Linked DNA regions of Sus scrofa: region 2 is linked to region 1. Evidence: chromatin contacts called from public Hi-C data. All regions are on one chromosome and are shown on one strand. The core of a region is the stretch at or near the end of the contact, and the rest is flanking DNA. Distances in the headings are between cores, read along the strand shown. Region 1 overlaps RARA (retinoic acid receptor alpha). Region 2 has its middle 12 kb from the start of MSL1.

Region 1 (2,700 bases), core at 195-2,694:
ATTGTCCTGCCCCCTGACCTTTGCCCCTGGGGCAGATTGGCTGGGAGGCTGCAGGCTGGGGACGGAGGGAGAGAGGGAGGCGTGAACGTGGGTGGGCTTTTGTAAAAGCAGAAAGGCACAGGTGAGAGGTGTGACCCATGCCGGGATCCTCCTTCACATCCTCTCGGAACTCGAGGAGGGTGTCCCCTGCTAAGCGGGATCATTGGGGCCTGGCTGCCAGGGTCACTTCCTCCACAGCCTTGGCCGCCTTGGCCAGAGGCCTGGGGCGGGGCAGCTGGGATCTGAGACCTTGGGCTCTAGCCTCTGGGGGCTGTTCAGCTCTTCCTGGCTCCACACTGGGGGAGTGGGGTGTGTGTGAGGAGGCTGGAGTCCAGCTGGCCTTGGGGAAGTGGAGGCCTGTTGGGGTGGAGCTGAAGGCCTGGCCTTCCCTGTTCCCAGGCTCCTGGTGTAGGTGTGTAGCCGGGGGCTCAGCTCCCAAGGCTGTAGGCTGGAGGGTGGCTGTGGGAGTTGTCATGGGGCCACAAGAGGGACCTGTAGGGCGGCGACCTGACTATCTGGAGTACACGGGGTCACTGCCGAACCCCTCGGTGTAGTACGTGTAGGTTCTCCGGTGACAGGGAGCCCTCCAGTCCCCTTACGCTCAGTGCCCCACTTCCTTCTGCCACCTCCAGCGAAGGTCGGAATTGATGGTAGGTTGGCCGTGGGAGGAGGCCTTGCAGATCCTGCAGGGCCCTGGGGACCGTGCCTCCCTCCGCGGAGCCCGCGTTTCGGGGCACCAGAGGACACGGGGTACACAGGATGTGGCTCTCCATCTGTCCCCCACCAATCTCGCCGCTCACGCCTCCGCCCGCTCCCAGACGTCCAAGAATGTGAAGCACGTGGATGCCCGTAGTGGGGGGAGGGGGAGATGCTTATCGGCCGCCGCTGGGTAGGGGCCTTCTTCCGCCGCCCGCGCTGCACCCAGAGCCACCCCCACCCTTCTCCGGGGTGGAGGAAGGGCGGACCCAGGGCCCCGCGCCCCGTCCCCAGCCCTCCCCGGGGGCCGTGAGGGGAGCCGCGGAGGAGCGGGCGCCAGCTGGATTGGGAGGGGAGCCGCTGGCCGGGGGCCCGGCTGATTTCCTGCTGATCTCCTCCAGGAAACCGGCCCCTTGTGCGAGGCTGCGAGCGGCTGTGGGGCGCGGGGACTCCCGAGCGCTCCGCGCCTCCTGCCCGCCCGCCCGCGGTGGAGCCGAGCGGGGGAGGGGCACGGTGGCAGCGCGGGCGGGAGGGCACGCCTGGCTCCCTGGGCCGGTGCCAGCCCTCCGCTGGGCGCTGGAACTTTGAGCCGAGAAGGTGTGGCGCTCCTCCCGCCTCGTCCTTCTGCAGGAAGAGGAGAGATTCGTGGGCCGGGCCCTCTGGGGAGGGAGGTGAGCCGGGAGGGGCCCGGCCGCGGCCGTCCTTCCTCTCCTGGGTCGGGCATGCAGAGTTAAGGCAGCAGCCTCACTCTCGCAGCGGCTGTGAGGGGACCCTGCTCCCCTAGGCTGCTGGCTGGAGGCCGGGGAGGTGGGGACTGGGCCAGGGTTCTGGGTTCAAAGGGCGCAGTGGGAAACCTCAGAGCTGTTACCTGGGTGACAGGTGGGGGTGTGCTGGGGGGTGGGGGTGCAGCCCGTGTCACTGCCTCAGAGGCAGCCCGCTGCTGTGGGGTGGGCCCAAGGGAGGGCTCTTTGAACTCAAAGTGTGTCCCCCTCACCTCAGGTTATCTCCGCCCTCCTGCTAAAAAACACGTTTAAAAAGCACATTCTTCCAGTTCCACAAAGAGCCTCTGGACTTTGCCTTTAGCTCCAAATTTCTGCAGGTCTTTGCCCCTTCAGTCGGTCCCTGGCCTTAGAGCTGTCTGTCCCTCAGCCAGATCTCCCCCATGTGTCTCCCCACGGCCCCTCCCCTCTCTGAGCCCCGCTCTGTGCCTTGAAGCTCCCTGGGTCCTGTCTGGTCCACCTCTAAGGTGGGGGGCCTTCGGGGAGGTGGGCCCCAGGCGGAGGTTGGATGGGGAGGGAGAGGAGGGGAGGTCAGCGACTCCATCCTTGCTTGTTGGAACGCTGACGAGATTCTAGGCCATGGTCCCCCCACCTCCCCTTGTCCTTGACACCCCCCCCCAACAGTCTGGATTGTCTATTGTTACTCCTTTTACGTCTTGGAAAAAGTTAGCACAACAAAGGGCTCCTTTGTCGCTCACCCCTCTGCCTCCTGGCCTCACCCAGGCCCCCCAACCCCGCCCCCCACCCCCAGCAGCTGTTCTCAGGCCTCTCGCCTGTCTGATTTGCTTGTCTGGCCTCCGGGAGAGTGAGGCAGGGGAAAACCAGGCCAGGACCGTTCGATTTGGGGTGAGGAGCAGAGAGTGGGGGAGATCAGCGAAGAGTCTGTGGACCTGTGAGGGTGTGGGCATCCACTGTGCCTTTGCTGCAGGCTGGTCCCTGGGCAGGGCCAGGGCCATGGGGCCATGGCAGTATTGGTCAGCCAGGCTGACTAGGAAAGCGGTGCCCAGGCCCAGTTAAGAGCCAGGAAAGTCCTGCCAAGGTTGTTGGCCTGGCTCCCTGTCATCAACTGCCTGGCAGTCCCTGGCTGTGTCTGCAGGTAAAGGGGGAGGGTATCGGGATGCAGCTAGTCGGGCCCTGCCCCGCCCCCGCCCCCATGCAGGTGCTTCTTTTCTCTGTGCCTGGACTT
Region 2 (2,700 bases), core at 50-2,549, 190 kb before region 1:
TGTGCCTAAAAGGCTCTGAGCTCAAGGAGCAGACAGCCCTGCAGGCCCAGCTGCAGTGACCTACATTGGCTCTCCCCTAGGCCCTGGGTGTGGGGGCTGAGGTTTCAAGATAGGAACTTGGGAATCTGGCACAGGTTAGGGATGACAGGCTGCAAAAGCAGCACAGAGGGACCTCAAGGCAGGGGGCGCCACAGGACTGAGTTCTCACTTTGTCATTTGTGGACAATATAAGACTTTCAGCCTCCAAGTGCAAAAGCATTTCTGAGCAGTGACCCCCACCCCCACCCCCCAGAAAGGAGCCAGAGGTCTCTGACAGGCCTGGTCTCTATTCATTAGATTTGGGAGTGGTTTCTGCCTGCTCCCCATTCTCACTGAACCCACCCCAGTCGGCTACAGCTGGCTGGAAAGATTTCCTTGGCCTTGATGTAGACCAGTGAGTTCAAATTTCAGCTGATTTATTTCAGGAACATGGAAGCTGAGTAGAGGCGGTCAGATATGCAAAAATTCAGTCCCAAGCTTTACTATATAGAGACTAGTTCCTTAGACCCAAGGACTCTGGGAAGGATCCAGAAGGAGCCCCAAGGCTGAACGACCATTTACGAAATCCTCACCTCAGGACCCTGATAGCTGAACCTCTCCTTCCAGCTCTAGGCCTTCTGGGACAGGGAAGGCAGGTTCCGAAATAGGGTTTTTTCCCCTTTTCCCACCATAAACCAGTGTTTAGGATGCCCACCGCATCCAGATTGTGGATGTTTTGCCCTGGCAAGGAAATCCTCTTGCGGGGGCGTGGGGGTGGAATTAGGTGGTGGTGACAGAGAATGATAGATGAGCCTTTTGCTTAGCAGAGAGGGAGAGAAAGAGAGGGAGAGCGCGAGCAGGCTCTGCAGGATTGGGTGGCTCTCCTGTCCAAAGGGCTTCCCCTTGGCCAAGCCCCACCCCAAAGCCCAGGAAGTCCAGAGCTTGGCACGTCGCCAGGGTGAGAGCATTCCGCAGGACTCTGACGGGCTGTGGGGGAGGGTGGCGGTGTTCCGACCACGAGGATGGGGGAGGGGGAGGAAGCGCGCAGGGGAGGAAATGACCACGGAGAAGAGGGTGAGGGTAAGAGGCGGGGACCTAGTTCCCAGTCCCACGAGCCCCTTTCAGAGAGAAGGGCTGAGGCTGGACGTCTTTCCAACGGCCATGCGAAGGGGCTGCAGCTTCGGAGCCAATGACCCTTAGGTCACCTCTCTGCTCAGGGTCACAACTGACATCCCAAACTGTCCTCGGGAGAGTCTCTCCCCCCTCCGGAACCCTGGGACTGCGGTTGAGCTCGGGAGCCCCCGCGTGGCGAAAATCTGGAACTGCGGCTGGGCTGGGGGCGGAGCCCTTCGGCTCCGCCTCGGTCTCTCCCCCAGCGCCCCGCCCTTTTCCCCCACTAGGCCCAGGACTCTGGAAATAGCACCTGGTAATGGGAGTGCTGACAGATGCTGAGTTATAGGGGAGCAAGTGTCCCTGGCCCTTAACGTTCTAGCTTGAGGACTTTGGAGCTGTTTCTCCTGAAACTAGGTGCCCCAGGACTCCTCCCATTCCCTTCCACACAGGGCTCTTCAACATGCCCCTGGGTAGTGTGCTTCTTGGCTACAATGACGTCCCCTTCCTGTGCCCCAAGATTTGCAGCTCGGGGGTTATCTACTATTCACAACCCGCTATGACTTTGGAGGGAGAAATGGCCCCTGAATACTCTGATTTGATTTGATTTTTTATTTATTATAATTATTTTCTTACTTTTTAGGGCGGCACCCAGGCTTATGGAAGTTCCCAGGCTAGGGGTCCAACTGGAGCTGCAGCTGCAGGCCTACGCCACAACCACAGCAATGTGGGATCCAAGCCACGTCTGCGACCTACACCACAGCTCACAGCTCACGGGATCCCCGACCCACTTATCGAGACCAGGGATCAAACCCGCATCCTCGTGGATACTAGTCCATGATTTGTTTCTGATGCGCCACAAGGGGAACCCGCCTCCCAATACTCTGATCTTAAATTTACCCTTCGCCACTCTTCCTCCTCTGAGCACCGCCTCACTTACAACTCCTAGTCTGCCTCCAACCACATACTTTCCATCAGCCCAATTCCCTACCCCATCTCTGAACCTCACATCTCATGTGAGGAAAAGAAGTGGAGAGGAAAATAGACAAAGCCTAGGTCAGAATTTTTCCCAAGGAAATGGTTTCCTCTGTTTAGCTTCACTTGACCTATTTTCTAGCTTTTTTAGCCCAGCTCTGTGCATCAAGCCTTTTCACTGGACTAATTTTTGGTGTCCTGCCCTCTCCACCTTCCCCCAACATGATTTCTGAGAGGCTCTTCCCATCCAGGACAAAAGTTCTTAATTCTGAGAGAGGAGGATTCTCCATTTTGGAAATATCTCCCAGCTTGAGGAATCTGAGCCCATAGAGGAAGAACCAGCATCTCTGGGGAAGGAGCGGTGATGGAAGTGGCAAGAAGCGGAACACTCACTGTAGGAGAGAGGTCACGCTCCCTTATCCAGGCCACATTTAAAGAACTGGTATCGGGGATCTCAGAGAGGTCTGCCAACAGCATGAAGAACTCTAGGGGGAGTTCCCCTTGTGGCACAGTGGGTTGGGAATCGAACTGTAGCAATTCCATGTGCCGCAGACGTTCGGGTTGGACCCCCTGCACCGTGCAGTGGGTTAAGGGATC

Evidence for each region. A called contact is a pair of places that touch in the nucleus more often than the background predicts.
Region 2: a contact with region 1 is called in a Hi-C map of liver, with 2.9 times the contacts expected there. The contact joins two enhancer-like sites. A contact is called at or near these places in 4 of 47 Hi-C or Micro-C datasets (embryonic fibroblasts, heart right ventricle and liver) and 2 of 2 datasets of contacts at active chromatin or transcription factors (alveolar macrophages and skeletal muscle).

Annotation. Positions count from the first base shown.
Region 1 is chr12:22,058,630-22,061,329 of Sscrofa11.1, reverse strand. All of the region lies in intron 2 of RARA (retinoic acid receptor alpha), which reads left to right. Among named protein-coding and RNA genes, the nearest start is that of GJD3, 20 kb to the right of the region's middle. Within about 2 kb of position 1,444, at least 27 of the 83 cell types and tissues checked have an H3K27ac peak or open chromatin away from gene starts, as enhancers often do. A contact at or near this core is called in liver and skeletal muscle, where this site is marked.
Region 2 is chr12:22,248,005-22,250,704 of Sscrofa11.1, reverse strand. No RefSeq gene overlaps it. Among named protein-coding and RNA genes, the nearest start is that of MSL1, 12 kb to the right of the region's middle. Within about 2 kb of position 1,299, at least 63 of the 83 cell types and tissues checked have an H3K27ac peak or open chromatin away from gene starts, as enhancers often do. A contact at or near this core is called in liver and skeletal muscle, where this site is marked.